3 separate regions of the Rattus norvegicus genome follow, and regions 1 and 3 are each linked to region 2. A link is a contact called in public Hi-C data. All regions are on one chromosome and are shown on one strand. Each heading gives the region's core, a stretch centred on a gene start, on an enhancer-like site or on the middle of the called end of the contact. The rest is flanking DNA. Distances are from core to core; before and after follow the strand shown. Region 1 has its middle 47 kb from the start of Erbin. Region 2 overlaps Nln (neurolysin). Region 3 holds the start of Erbin (erbb2 interacting protein).

Region 1 (4,882 bases), core at 465-2,964, 75 kb before region 2:
GGTGAAAAGAAGAGCTGGAGTAGCACATGCCAAGAGGTAGATGACAGCCCGGTGACAGTTTCATCAGGTATCCTGGCATAAACCTCTAACCCCAGAGTGTGAGAGACTGAGGTAGGAGGGTCAGGCATTAGAGCCTTACCTAGGCTAAGTAGTAAGACTTTAAAAAAAAAATCCTAGTGTAATATTGGTGAATTTCATATTGACAGGCAAGCGAAGAGAGGCTTGGAAAGAGTCTATGCGTGATTACCCCTTTACCCAGTTCAAGAGCAGCAACACTGAAAAATGGCAGCAATAAGAAGTAGCAGCCTTGGGGCCAGGCTGATGGAAGGTGGAATACCAGCTGAGAAAGGGTCTGGGAGGACTCCTGTGGTTGCAGGACTTGTCCCATACCAAAGTCTGGGTAGGGATTACGTGGAGCTATTCGAGATGTAAAGCTTCTAATGAACTAACGTTTATTTAACATTTATCAAATATAATTTATCAAATTTTAAATATTTATCAAATATTAAATATTTGTGTGTATATATGCATATATATGAACACATACATATATAATCACATAGGAAGTGATATATATATCATATATGTATATGTATTTATATGCATATATATATGCTTTTGGGGGGTTGGGGTAAAAAAAGGGGTCCCGCTTCTCACCCCTGGATGGCTTGAATTCACCGTGGAGACGAGGCTAACCTTGAACTCACCGAGATAGGCCTGCCTCTCTACCTTTGGAGCGCTGAGATTATAGGAACGCCACCATAAACAGGCCCAAGGTAGCAGAATCCGGATCTGGGTAAGTTTACTGTGCCAGCCTGGGTCTTACAAAATAGCGCAGGCTGTCCTCAAACTTGCTATCCTCCTGCCTCAATGCTAGGATGGCGTGCGACTGCCATCACACCTAGGAAAACAACTCGCTTTAAAACACGCTACTTTCCTTCCTGACCCCCCACTCAACTTAGATTAAGTAAGCCAAGGGCCCTGGCCGGGTTACAGCTGAGCTGGTCTTCCTGGGAAAATGAAACATACGGTGGAGAATTCTTACATTTCCTCTGTGTAGAGGCGGTGCTCAGATAGTGTCCTTCAGCCCGTCACTGGAGGCAAGGGCATACTCTGTTTCCCAAGATGTGAGAGTGATGTGGGCGAATCTGGACCCTCATACAAAGCAGGGAGGAGCTACAGAGTCAGGCAGAGATGCTTACCCGGGACTACCAGAGACAGCAGAGGCTTTGCAGGGCGAAGAGGGTTTGTGGCTCCCCTGGCCTAGGAACAAGAACAGCACCCGAGTGAGCGGTGGGGTTAAACTGTAGATGAGGATCGCTGTGCGGCTCCAGTTCCGGACAGCGAGTCAGAGCAGGGCTTAGAAACAGCACTGAAGCCACAGCAAGCCCTGGGAAGCAGCAAGGGAAACCTGAAACCTGGGCTCATTCGCCTAATCAAGGGTCCCACAAGGAGGTAGCAGGCTCGTCAAACAAAAGCAATCCTGCACTTCTTCAGGATACTGCATAGCTTTCGGCTGGGAGATAAAAAAAAAAAAAAAAAAAAGATGTCAGTGACAGAGTGCACAGAACAGAGTGGCAAGAACGGGGTTGCTAATTGTAATTTTTAGATCAGCGAGTACAAGACCGGTTTGTCTGAGACCAGACATAGATGCCATTGTAACCGAGCAGCACTCCGTGCAGTCATTTAAGGATAACAGTAACCATTTTAGCATGCAAAGATAACAGTGCCGTCAGAAACAACAGCTGCATCGGAGAATGACACTGTGGTCATTAGAGACCAGCACCAACCAAGCAATCAAATGAGAGTCCAGTAATTAAGTTAGAGATCGGTCCGGGCTCGCGGGTCCCGCTTGCCAATGTCACTTACCAAAAACAATTTTGCTGCTTCAGATGGCAGCCGGAGAGGTGAGAATGTAGTTCCCAAAGACAAGCAGGCTGTGCTTCTGTGTTTACCTCCCTGAAACGTGTGGCCTACAGTCTTCCTTCTTTGCCTGAATCCATTCATGCTTCTTCTTTCCGTCGGATCAGATGTGCATAAGTCTTTTTTTTTTTTTTTAAAGATTTATTTTTTTTGGAGGTGGAGGGATGGCTCAACCATTAAAAATGCTAGGCTTAGGGGTTGGGGATTTAGCTCAGTGGTAGAGCGCTTGCCTAGCGAGCGCAAGGCCCTGGGTTTGATCCCCAGCTCTGAAAAAAAGAAAAAGAAAAAAAAGAAAAAAAATGCTAGGCTCAAAACCAAAAAGACTGTACAGTGTGTGTGTGTGTGTGTGTGTGTGTGTGTGTGTGTGTGTGTGTGTGAGCGTTGTGTGTGTGGTTTTTGTGTGTGTGTGTATGTGTGTGTGTGTTTCTGTGTGTGTGTATGTGTGTGTGTTGTGTGTGTGTATGTGTGTTTTGTGTGTGTGTGTTGTGTGTGTGGTTTTGTGTGTGTGTGTATGTGTGTGTGTTTCTGTGTGTGTATGTGTGTGTGTTTCTGTGTGTGTGTGTTTTGTGTGTGTGTTGTGTGTGTGGTTTTGTGTGTGTATGTGTATGTGTGTGTGTATGTGTGTGTGTATGTGTGTGTTGTGTGTGTATGTGTGTTTTGTGTGTGTGTGTTGTGTGTGTGGTTTTCTGTGTGTGTGTGTGTGTGTGTGTGTGTGTGTGTGTGTGTGTGTGTGTGTGTGCCATGTGCATGTCTGGGCCTGTGGAAGTCAGAGAAAGGTACTGGGTGCTCTGGAATTGGAGTTACAGATGGTGAGAGCCACCATGTGGGTGCTGGGAATGTAACCCAGGTCTTCTGCAAGAGCAACAGGTGCTCTTAACCACTGAGCCATCGCTCCAGCCCCAAGAAGTTCATTATTTTAAAATGAATTGTTATTCTTTGGGGTTTTTGTTGCTTGTTTGTTTGGTTAGTTTTTTTTTTTTTGTTTGTTTGTTTGTTTTTTGAGACAGAGTTTCTCTGTGTAGCCCTGGCTGTCCCTCTGTAAACCAGACTAGTCTTGAGATCTACCTGCCTCTGCCATGCTGTGATTATTTTTTTTTTATTTTTTGTTTGTTTGTTTGAGACAAGGTCTTGCTATGTCATTTAGGCTGGGCTCAAACCCACTATATAGTTCAGGCTGGCTTCAGTTTTTTTAAATATGTGCTTGTGTTTTGCCTGCACATGTTTGTGTGCATCGCATTTGTGCATTGCCTGAGGAGGCCAGAAGAGACCATCCAATCCCCCGGAACTAGAGTTACAGACAATTTTGGCTGCCATGTAGGAGCTAGGAATTGAACCCAGGTCCTTCAGAAGAACAGTCAGTGCTTTTAACCACTGAGCCATCCCTCCAGCCACTTGGCCTCAAAATGCCCGCTCCTCCTGCCCCAACCTCTTGTTTCACATGCTGAGACTGTAGGCACATGCCACCATCCCTAGCAAATGTATATTGTCTGTATCAGCTTTCCAGGTCAGATCCTCTGTTAGCTATACCAAAATTCCTTCTTACGTCCATGGCTCCTGCACTAGCAGCCAAAAGACTTGGATGGTTGTTTCAAGAATCCTTTCCCTAGGGAGACTTTCCCCGTTACAAGATCCCAACAACAAGTCAAAGGATGACTTTATGAAAAGTTCAACCTGAGAGCCAATGAGTTCAATGTGATTACTTACAAAGCTTAGATGAGGGGCTGTTTGTGGGAGCATGGGTGACGTCAAAGCTACCACACTGCAAAGTCTTCACCTGCAGGGAATGATGGGTTCTTATGGCCACATAGACAGAGTCCCCTTAGTTAACCTTCCTATCCTAAATACTCTCATATCTTCCCCCACAATCAAAATTGAGGCGGAACTACAGATGTCTGGGGGGAGAAGCAGTTGGAATTTCAGGTGAGGGTATAACAGCCCTCTCCCCTCCCTTCTTCAGACAGAACAGCCAGTGATGGGGCACTGTTGGGGGCGGCTGTGCAAGCAGGACAGCTGATCTAGCAAAGACTCCAGGCAGCTGATTTGCTTGGAGCATCATGGTCTACAACACTGGTGGTTCTACACTGCTGTTGTACAAAAGTTGCTGCCCCGATTACTGGCCTCTCAGGTCCTCCAGGCACCAATTCTGCCTTCAAGACCCACTATAGATTCCCTTCTACAGATTAGCGAGTGTCCATGATGCGGGCAAACGTCACTGGGCTCACCCCTACCTCTCCAAATTCAGCTTCCATACAAGTAAACCTACCGTTTTAAAAGCCCAATTGTTGGTTCTTGTTATTTTTGCCAGCATATTTACTACTCAGATGCCTATATCCTGATGGCCCTCTCATCCCCAAGGGGAATCTCTCTGGAATGTACTCTGAAGTGTGCATTGTGAGTGGTAAGGCACACGCTTAGCTTTTAGGACTGCACTCCTACTGTGGAATCACAGTCAGGGCAACAGCAATGAAGGGGAACAGAATAAGCAGGCCAGAGGGGCCAGTGGGACCGTAATGGAAGGAGCACCAATCTAAAGTCCCTTCAAAGTGTCCATGTGTTATATGGCTCTGAGACCAGTCACTGGATGCAGGTTACTCTAGGCTGGGTGTATAACCTCGGGCAAGATTAATTCTCTGATTTATGACTCTGTGTCACAAATAAGGCCTCCATGTGTGTTCTCTGGTTTCTTTGATTTCTGTCCCGTTTCACGTTTTGTCCGTCCATCTACCAACAGTGTCCTGTCCTCATTACTATACTTTACAGATCAATTTTATGAAACTGATACTGTTACCACTTCGTTTATCTTTTTTTGAAGACTGATTTACTTTTGCTCAAGTGTCCATGCGTGTGCCTGCACGTATGTGTGTGCACTATGTATGTACAGGTGTTGACAGGGTGTTGGATCTCCTGGAACTAGAGTTACAGGCAGTTGTGAGCTTCCCGATGTGAGTGGGGAAGTGAA
Region 2 (4,942 bases), core at 1,985-4,484:
GCGGAGGCCAATTGCTCACGCCTGATTACACTGAAATGCTGGGACTGTGGGGCCACCTCCCCTTCAAGCACATTTGGACAGGCTAACTCTTAGGGCAGAGTGTGCTTATCTGAAGGCTGTGGTCTGATTACAGAGAGCAGAAAAGAATGAAATGAGCTTGAGGGACTCCACCCGCCTGTAAGGCTAAGGATGCTCTGAGGTCTCACAAGATAAATGAACTCAGGTGCTCTCGCCTCATACCTGGCGTAGCTGCAACTCCCAGAATTTCTGTGCAGTATTTAGCGTATTCGCTCGCGGCATCCAGAGTCGCATTGGTATGGAGAGATTGGTCAACTTTGCTCAAAACAATTTGGCGCAGCGTCAGAAGACCTAATAAGGTTAAGAGTGTTTGAACAATGCGTTGGAGAGAGAACTGTGTGTTCTAATACCACAAGATCAGAGATTTGAAAAAACGATTCACTACCATTCATCACAAAAGGGTAGCAGGGCAAAACAGCATCCGGACCATATATGACTTAGGAAGAAACTTTCCCCTTAGACGCAGTCCCATTCCAACACGCCCAGTGTTCCTCCACACGCAGCACTCCTAGGTATGTTATTAAAGTCAAAGTACGTATGACAGAAGGAGCTGCCAGGAAGTCTGCATTAGCCAATTCCTATTTACTGTTCCTCTCTAGAATGTTCAATCATACCTGTGTTGACCAGCCTAGAAGCAACAAGCTTCTCGAGCAGCTCGTCTGTGATAGGGTGTCCATCTTTATAATGCTTTGACAGTTTTCGCAGGGAATCAACGTCCCACACCCAGTTTTCAAGCATTTGTGATGGCACCTCTACAAAGTCAGTTTCCACGTTTGTTCCACTGAATCGTGCAAAGTCAGTCTGGAAAGCACACATAACAGTATTTTCAGAAAGAATGAGCAAAACTATACATGCAATGAATTATAATGAGACCCACCAGCACTTACGGCAGAATGAGAACAAAGCACTGGAATTCTATGTAGCTCACTGGCAGAAAGTTGTCTACTGTGTCAGGCTGTGAATGTGACCCTAGCACTTGGGGTTAGGGGCGAAGGCAAACCATTTCCCTTAGATAAACAGTCTCTCTCAAGCTCCTCCTTGCAGTTGGTTTTCGTGTTTACTCAATACATGCCTTTCTGGGCATTCACCACTGTTGCTCAACGACTCAAGTTTCAATCAGTTAAAGAGTTAAGTTACAACATTCCAGACTGGGGTGTGTGTGTGTGTGTGTGTGTGTGTGTGTGTGTGTGTGTGTGTGTGAGCTGTGGGAAGCCTGAGCTAGACTTTGCAGAGACCAGTGGCCTGGAAGGCAAGCCTGCAGATAGATGAGTTGCAAGAGGGCGAGGGAACGTGAACACAATGAGAAAGAAGCAATACACTCAACGTTCAAAACCTCTGTGGTGGGAAGAAGGGACTCGCTTTCTCAGGGGGCCTGGCCTAAGAGCTCTGAAAGCCAAGTTTCAAAACACTCTCGATTGAGTGTGATGTTGTGAAAAGCGCCCAAGCAGAAAGGCAGAGCTTTCTCACAATAGGCCCGTGGCTTGTTTTCTGCTGTTTCCGTTCTCTTTCTCTGGGGTAGTGTTTTTGAATCATCACTATCCACAGAGCACTTGCAAGCCGTGAGCAACAGAGAAGAGTTAGCACTGAGCCACAGGGTCGGCTATAGGATAGGACCCTCCTGTTTCCCGTGCCTCCACCCCATTTCCCCTCCTGATGCTTCACATCCCAGCACTATTCATTACCCCAGGCTCTACAAAGGAGAAACCAGGAAGAGGACTTAGCCACGGAGAAGGCAGCAGATGGGGTGCCAAATCAGCAGTGTATAACCATTTTGCTTTTGGCCCAGGGCACAGGCACAGATGTCAGAATGACAGCACATTCTGCCTTCCTCTCTATGCAAAATACTCTGCTTGACTTCACGTTATAATTGTGCTGATTCTAGATAGGAAAGGCTGCAATACAAAGGTCCAAGCAGCACTGGAATTGGGGCACCTCTGTTGAGGACATACCCCATCCCTCAAACCCCACTTTCTGCCCCCATTTGTACAGGGGAAGAGGCAAAGACCCCAGAATGAGAGCATTTTGCCTCATTCTGGTATGTAACACTTTAAGATTGCATTCACATTACAGGTAAATGCCAGTGCCCAGAGAAGACTTCTCCTGGGCTCTTTTGTCTGGCTCTGACATGAACAGTATGACTTAAATCTCTATACAAGAAGCTCAGGATGGTCTGGTTGGTAACATTTCTGTTCCAAAGCATGAGGACCTAAATTCCATGGCCAGCACACAGGTAAACGAGCAGGTGTGGTAGAGACGCACTTGTAACGCCAGCGGGTGTGGTGCCATGCGCACCTGTGATCCCAGCAGCTGGGAAGTGGAATGAGAAGTGTTGCCAGGTAACCAGGAAACCAGCCTGGTATCAGGCTCAGGCACCAGTGGGAAACTCTGACTCAGAAAGAAAGGTGGGCAACTACTAGGGAACAACAGCAGAGTCTGGCCTCTGGCTTCCACACCCAGGTGTACAAATGTGCACTTGTACACACATGAACATGTGCATGTAGCTCCTCCACCCCCACATTAGTGTATGGTGCACATTCGATTACTTCCGTTGGTGAATGAAGGCAACTGAAGCACACGCAGAATAATAGCAGACGTAGGATTTAAAACCAGATGGCAACAGGAAGACACTCAGCCACAGAGAAGGCAGCAGATGAGCCTAAAACTTATAATCTTAACAAGGATGTTCTAATCTAGTGCATCTTTACTGTACACACAAAAAACACCCCAAACCAAAAAAGCTCCCCAAACAAACACCCTTCTCCTTTGTGTGAAGAATTAGAGTGCCATCTGAGTTAAGTTCCCCAAGAAACATTACTTCCTCCTGAGACTAGAGGAGACTCAAAGGAGGCTGAGGTAAACAAGGTTAGGCTGTGCAACTATCTATTCTGAGGCGGCAATGAGGAAGGCATGGTTCTCTGATGCATAGCTTTTAAACAGATACTAGCAGTACAAACAAGGGGACATCAGCCATCAGCTACCAACATACAACACGACAAAATCAGAAGCTTTGTAAATCTTGCTTGTGTAAAGGCAACACACACACACACACACACACACACACACACACTGGGGGAAGGGTCTGCTCAGTATCCAGGGGGGGAAATGAACAGATGAGTCACTCATGAGTTAGAGCTGAAATTGGACAAAGAAGAATCCACATGGTTATGTTACCAGCATGGAGAAGAGAGGGCCTATTCTCCCTAAGTCTGCTAGCGGGGCAGAACACTGCCAATGAATGAACAGATCAACAATGTTCTCAAAAGAACAAAAGGAAATGTTTGTGAGGAAGGAGTAAAAGCTAAAAACAGCTCGACTGCTTACAGATTTCCCAAAAGTCAGCCAGGCTGTGCCTTTGTGAACCCTTTGGGCAACATCAATTAAATATTTTTCACATGAGGAAAAAAAAATCCTACGAAATTCAGAAGCTCAATTTCCAGCAAACAACTAAATTCCCTGGCCAAAGGATCCCCCTTTGAGGGGGTCTTGTGCACAGGACTGTGGAGTGGATAGCTGAATTGGCACTCACTACCGACTATCCACTTCCAAGGTTTAGAGTCCTAGAGTAATTGCCTACTTAGTTCTTAGCATGATCAGTTTGGGGATGTTAAAAATAATAAAGGCTAGCAATGTTCATCTATCTCCCAGATAAAATTAAGTGTTATGCCAGCCATGAAACAATCCAATTGGCAACTCAGAGCACACTTCTTGCAGAAAATGTTTTGATCACAAGAGCCTAGAAAAATATGGTTAGCTTAGGTTTCTGTTTGGATGGGGATTTTTGAGAGGCAAAGTTACCTAATATGAGAATTTTCTTTGTGTTTTTTTCTAAAGACTCATTTTATGTGTGTGGTGTTTTGTGTGCATGTACGTATACAGGCATGCATGCCTGGTGTCCGTGGAGGCTGGTAGACGGTGTTGCATCTCTTGGAACTGGAGGTATAGATGGTCATGGGCTATCATGTGGGTGCGGGGAACTGAACCTGGGTCCTCCCCAAGAGCAACATTTTTTTTTTAAACTACTGAGCTGCCTCTCTAGTCTAAATGTTTGTCTTTGTTTTACTATTCCCTGAACAGACATTAGGATGTCTAGAATATATTCCATTGCAGATTTAAAACGTGGGTCTTGCTGATGTAGAGATTAACCTTTAAACTTACACAGTAGAGTAAAATGACACAAACAACTAAATGTGTCATGTGAACACTCGTAACACCGAAGGTCAAAGTGTTATCGATTATTATTGTCTAATTAAGAGACCAACTCCTTTTATTGGTTACAACTATGGGTCATTTTCATGATAACAAATTCCAAAGCAAAGAAAAGGCCGCTGTTGGAATGAGTAAGTACAGTATGCCTAGGAAAAATGATGGGCCTCAGGAGAAGGGACCTTGGCTGACCCAAGTGGCCTACTGTTGGTTTAATAGCATGTGGTCCGCATGCTAATCTGTCTGATCTACCCCACATCTACAGCTAATGGAGAAGTTCATGTACCAGGACAGGACACTAACAACAAGTGGTCGCTAGCTACTAGACTTTCCTATTACTAGATGGGTAAGAGGTCATGGTTTTATCTCCCAACATATCTCGCCATCACTGGAAGAAGATACGAGAAACAGTTCATCTCTTCTTAGTCTTCACAGCAGTCCTGCAGCTCAACAGGTCAGTCAAGATCTAGGACAGGAAGAAACACGATTTGGGAAAATCTTCAATGTCACAACTGAACTTCATGGGTTTGCCTTCAGGTACCTATGCTGTTCTAACTAGGCACTTATTTAAACTGCTCCTTTTCAGAAGAAAACAAAAGTTCTACCTAACCTGGACATGAGGTCAGAGCGTGAACCTGGCTTCCCATGGCATGCCTGCCGG
Region 3 (4,617 bases), core at 1,190-3,689, 120 kb before region 2:
TTAAGGCTCTGAGGCTGAAGCCAAGTAGAAGCCATAAAAGGAAAGCGAAGTTCAATGTCATTTATTTTGTTCCCCTCTTTCATGTGCTCAAGAATAACCTCTTTCGCTGCCTAATTATATGTCCCCAAATCATAAAGTTCACCAGTTATGCACTTTAAACTCCTTCATAAAGCAGTCTGACTTTTAACAGGAATAACTTGATGGTTCACAAATCTCACCAATAAAATAAAAATGAAAACAAAAACTCCAGAGACCAGGCCCTAATAACACAACAACATAAATACTGGAAACAATTCTCTTTTTGAAATGTACTTAATAAAAGCCAAATAGCCAAGAACAAGTTGTGAACTCACTTGATCCTGATCTATAAAACCTATCTTTCCTCTTTCAACTAAAGGAAGTCAACTCTTTCCCCTCAAGTTTCTGGTAATTATTTTGGTAATATCTGATTAAACATCAATTTAAGCTTAAGCTACATCTACCTATAGTTAATATTTATTTAAAACACAGTATTATCTGTCACTTCCCTTACCACAAAAGCACTTGGGGGGAAGAGGGGAAGCAAACAAACTACACTTACAAAGGCACACAATTGAAGCACTACTAAGGGAAAAGACAGTAGGGTAGACTGCAACCAAAACTAGTTTTACCCATAAAGAAGGTTTCATTGGTTCAGAAGCGTTCCTAAGTCTGACTGGTGGAATGTCTGCCATGCTTCACGAATTCCTGCCCGCACAGTCTGTACCTATCACTTATTAGGCAGAACCAAACAAAACCAGATGGGCCAACACGAAAAAATATGAGGACCATACATCTGCAAAACAGCGCCACTTTTTCGCACAATGTGACTCTCCTGAAAATCTTAAGGATTTTATTTCTCTTCCCTTCCAATGTTGTTCCTAATCGGAACGGCATACAAGTCCTGACTAATCAACTTCTTGCAGGTGTTTGGGTTTTGTTTTGGTTTGGTAGCCATATCCTTCTCCGTCTCTATCCATACTCTTTACGACATTCTGCTTCCTAGAACGCCAGTTTCAAGAAAAATTTAGCAGCTGCTCGTCCTCAATCAGGTAACCAAACAAGCACTGTAAGCTACGGACTGAAAAGAAGGCATGACTTACTACAAGTAGTTCCTTGGCCGTCCAGAAAAAGCAATCGAGAATGGCAGGCAGGCAGTTTCTTAAGTCCAAAGAAAAAGACGTGCCTTAAAACGACCTCCATGTAGGATTAACGCGAAAACCAAAACAATCCACACCAACATAAACAAATGTGGCAGCCATCTCAGTGAGAGCGAATCAGTCTCTCCCCGCAGCGAGACTTAACTTTCTTCCGAAACAAAAGTTGCCAGACTCAGCAACTTGATATACATTGTATACGTCCCGGAACACTAAAACTTCTGGCCCTTATGCTCAACAAAGGAACTCTTTCTTCCGACGGCTGAAAAACTTTTCGTCCCACCACATTCTTACAACCCCATCTTAAAAAGAAAGGAATCCAGACGGTAGACGGGGCAAGGGGGTAAATCAGTTTTACTATTCAGTTGCTAAAACGACAAGGCATTCCGACCAGGGAGAAAGAAGTCAGACAACTCGGGCAGAGCGAGGTAGACTAAAGTACCGTCGCTTCCGGCCCACGAACTTGGCTGGACGCTTCCCGTAAAAAAAAAATTACCTCTCCGGGTGTCTCAGGGCAGCCGTCCCGAGGCTCGGCTTGACATGGTTTCCTGCCCTTCCTCAGTGGCTCCGGGCCCCGCCGAGGCTCCCGCGAGGACTAGGCGGATGTGGAGCTGCCGCCCGCAGCAGCGCGGCTGCTTCGGTGGGGGCTGGGGTGCGGGCTGGCTTCCTGCTTGCGACTTCTGTCAGGAGTTTCCCAGCCTCGTCTAGGTTCTCCGCCGAAGGAAAAAACTTTTCACTCGTGACACCGCCCGGAATTGCCGTGCGAAACTCACTTCCTGCCTGGGTGAAAAGCAGGATCCAGCTCGGTGCCCGGGAACCCGGAACCCCGGGGCGGCGCGCCGCCGAGGGGGAGGGGACGGCGCCCGCCCCGAGCCGCGGGACCTTGCGCGGCCCACGGGGGCGAGGACGCGGAGCTCCGCTGGCCTGGGCCGCACTAGGCCTCCGCCCCCACAGCCGCGCCGCGCGGGTATTGTCTCGAGTGCGCCGGCCGCACCCTGCGCCCGTCCGGCCCCCGCCGCCCCGAGCCGGAGCCGACCGGCCGCGCAGGCTGGAAGGCGACCGTCGGTCGGGCAGTCCGACCGGCCGGCCCGGTCTCTGCCACTCCCGCTCTAACCCTCCAGTCTCCCCGCCGCAGTCCCTGCGCTCTCCCCGGTTCTCCTTCCCCGCAGCCGCGGTGGCGCGGTCTCCTCAGGAGCTCGCGGGCCCGCGCCAGGGGCCGAGGCTGCGTCGCGCGCCGCCGCGCCACCTTCACTCGAGCGGGAGACGGAGAGGGGAGGCGAGGCGGAGGAGAGAAAGGAGGAGGCGGACCCGGGCCGGACCGGGGTGGAGGGAGTTTCTGCCTCACAGGCCGCGGCGGCAACAGCGCCACCGCCCCGGCGGCTAGGGGGCCGAGGCTGCGCGCGGCGGCGGCGGCGGCGGCGGCGGGGGCGGCGGCGGCGGCGGGGGCGGGGCGGCCTCCCGCGGGGGCGCCCCAACCGCCCACAGCCGGGCGAAGGCCGGCGCGAGCCAGTCAGCGCGCACGGGGTCTACGCGCCCGACGTCGGCGGCGGGGGGCGCGGGCCGGGGGCCGCGGGCTGGCTGGGAGGCGCGCGACGGGAGGCCCGCCCCCCGAGGCCGGGCCCGCCGAGCTCCCCCGTACGACCCCGCGAGGCCTCCGCCGCCCCGGCCGATCGAGTTTCTTTGTACGATCGTAATTGGTGCAAAGAGGTTGTTCAAGTGCAGCCCCGATTTCCAGGCAGCAGGTATCTCTTTCAGCCGCAGCACTCCGACATCCTCTAATGGCACGCTCAGGTTGCAGGAAACCACGGCCGCGGCTCCGTGCAGCTTCTTTCCACGCCGGGCCGGCCTCCGAGCTTGCTGGAAGCGGCGACGCGCCTGGGGCCCCTCCGAGGAGACAAAGCTGGTGCTGGGAAGGGGAGCGGGGCCCGCGAAATTGCCTCAAGACGGTGCCTTTGTTAGAGGAAACATTGGATGCACTCCGAGCGCTGCGCAGCCTTCCAGCCCCTACGCTTTCGGGCGTGCAGTCGTTCAGTCGCGCTGGCCCTGGTAGTTCTGCCTGGCAGGGTTTGCGTTTATTGCAGAGAGAGACTTAAGCATTCTGTCAACACATATGGCTTAGAAAGCTTCAACCATAACATTGCCGTTTTTACAGTTACTGCTTTAAGTATGTTAGCAGACAGAACATCCTTGTTTTACCCGAGGGAATGGAATAGATTCTGGGCAAACCATCGTCCACCCCCACTCTTCTGTATTAACTATGCACAGGGATGGTAATTAGCCTCTGGGTCCTTCAAGCCACTGGTTCAGTACTTCCGTCTGTAGCCCAGAGATAATTATTCATCACCAACTTTGAATAAAAAGCTATATGCCTTACAGATGAGTTTTGGCTTGCATCCAAGGGAATGAGTTCACGAAGTCCACCAAAGAATTATTTACTAAAGTGAGTTCTACGCCAGAGACGAATACTTGGAATAACTCCAAAGATATTCAAGTCATTTTGAATCGAAGTGGAAGCATTTTAGCTACCCCCAAAACTGCTAGTATTAACACGAACATAAGATTCTTAGCACAGAGGACAGTGGTATCAGGCCTCTGAAAACATTTGACAACAGCCCTGGGAATGGCAGATCTAGTAATTTCAATTTGGGAATCTAACTTACACTGACAGGGATCTTAACCAGTGTGTATTTTTAAAAAAAGAACAAAACAATGTATTTGTACAGACCGTTTCATCGGACATGAGAAAGTCTTACACCATCTTCAGAAAATGTCTGGAGTTTGATCAGAGCTCAGTGGCAAGGCTGTGATCAAAGGGTCACTATCCTGAAGTGTCCTGGATGAAGCAACTTCCAATCCAGTGAGAACTCAGTTGACTCCTGGGATTCCAGTACTACTGCATCCTGTAGATTTACACCCTGTTAGATGTGATTCCCTACGTAGCTCAGTAGTAGAATCCATGCCCTGGGTTTGATTCCCAGCACCATGCAAGAAAGGGAGTAGTACAATAGATTGAAATAAACCTAACCCCAGCCTAAATAACATGAAACCCCATCTCTAGGTTAAAACTTGCTCTGGTCCTAGCCTTTTTTTAATGTAAATTCCTGCTGGGGACTACTGTAACTACCACCCAGACTAAAAGTTGCCATAACTCACCTGAAATTCTGTCTGTTGCATTTATTCCCTCGGCTTTATTTCTCTAGAGCAAAGCCATAATCCTAGGAAAAGTAATGTTTTAAACCTTAACAGTAGTCATTTATACCTAATTCATCAGATTGATCCCTAAAGCAGCTTTCAGTGAAAGAGAGAACAGAGATAACATATGTCAATGCTGAGTGAATAGAGGAGAATGAGCCTCAGAACAGTACAGGAGAACAGAGGAATGCAGGCCATAAAATGGTCCCGTTCAGAACGTCTGACTACGCTGTAGAACGATCCCTGAGGG

The links. Hi-C and Micro-C count contacts between places; a contact is called where the count stands out from the background.
Region 1: a contact with region 2 is called in a Hi-C map of Schwann cells, with 2.0 times the contacts expected there. The contact joins two enhancer-like sites. A contact is called at or near these places in 3 of 12 Hi-C or Micro-C datasets (the Rat2 cell line, Schwann cells and mammary epithelial cells).
Region 3: a Hi-C map of Schwann cells shows a contact between it and region 2, with 7 times the contacts expected there. The contact joins the promoter of Erbin here to the enhancer-like site in region 2. A contact is called at or near these places in 8 of 12 Hi-C or Micro-C datasets (the A7r5 cell line, the Rat2 cell line, Schwann cells and 4 more) and 1 of 1 datasets of contacts at active chromatin or transcription factors (oligodendrocytes).

The regions. Positions count from the first base shown.
Region 1 is chr2:36,806,452-36,811,333 of GRCr8, forward strand. No RefSeq gene overlaps it. Among named protein-coding and RNA genes, the nearest start is that of Erbin, 47 kb to the left of the region's middle. Within about 2 kb of position 1,715, at least 48 of the 93 cell types and tissues checked have an H3K27ac peak or open chromatin away from gene starts, as enhancers often do. A contact at or near this core is called in Schwann cells, where this site is marked.
Region 2 is chr2:36,880,242-36,885,183 of GRCr8, forward strand. Nln (neurolysin) reads right to left here. Exons shown (of 13, transcript NM_053970.2): 10 at 693-879; 11 at 241-369. Among named protein-coding and RNA genes, the nearest start is that of Nln, 84 kb to the right of the region's middle. Within about 2 kb of position 3,235, at least 46 of the 93 cell types and tissues checked have an H3K27ac peak or open chromatin away from gene starts, as enhancers often do. A contact at or near this core is called in Schwann cells, where this site is marked.
Region 3 is chr2:36,759,714-36,764,330 of GRCr8, forward strand. Erbin (erbb2 interacting protein) reads right to left here and starts at 2,440. Exons shown (of 26, transcript NM_001427815.1): 1 at 1,672-2,440.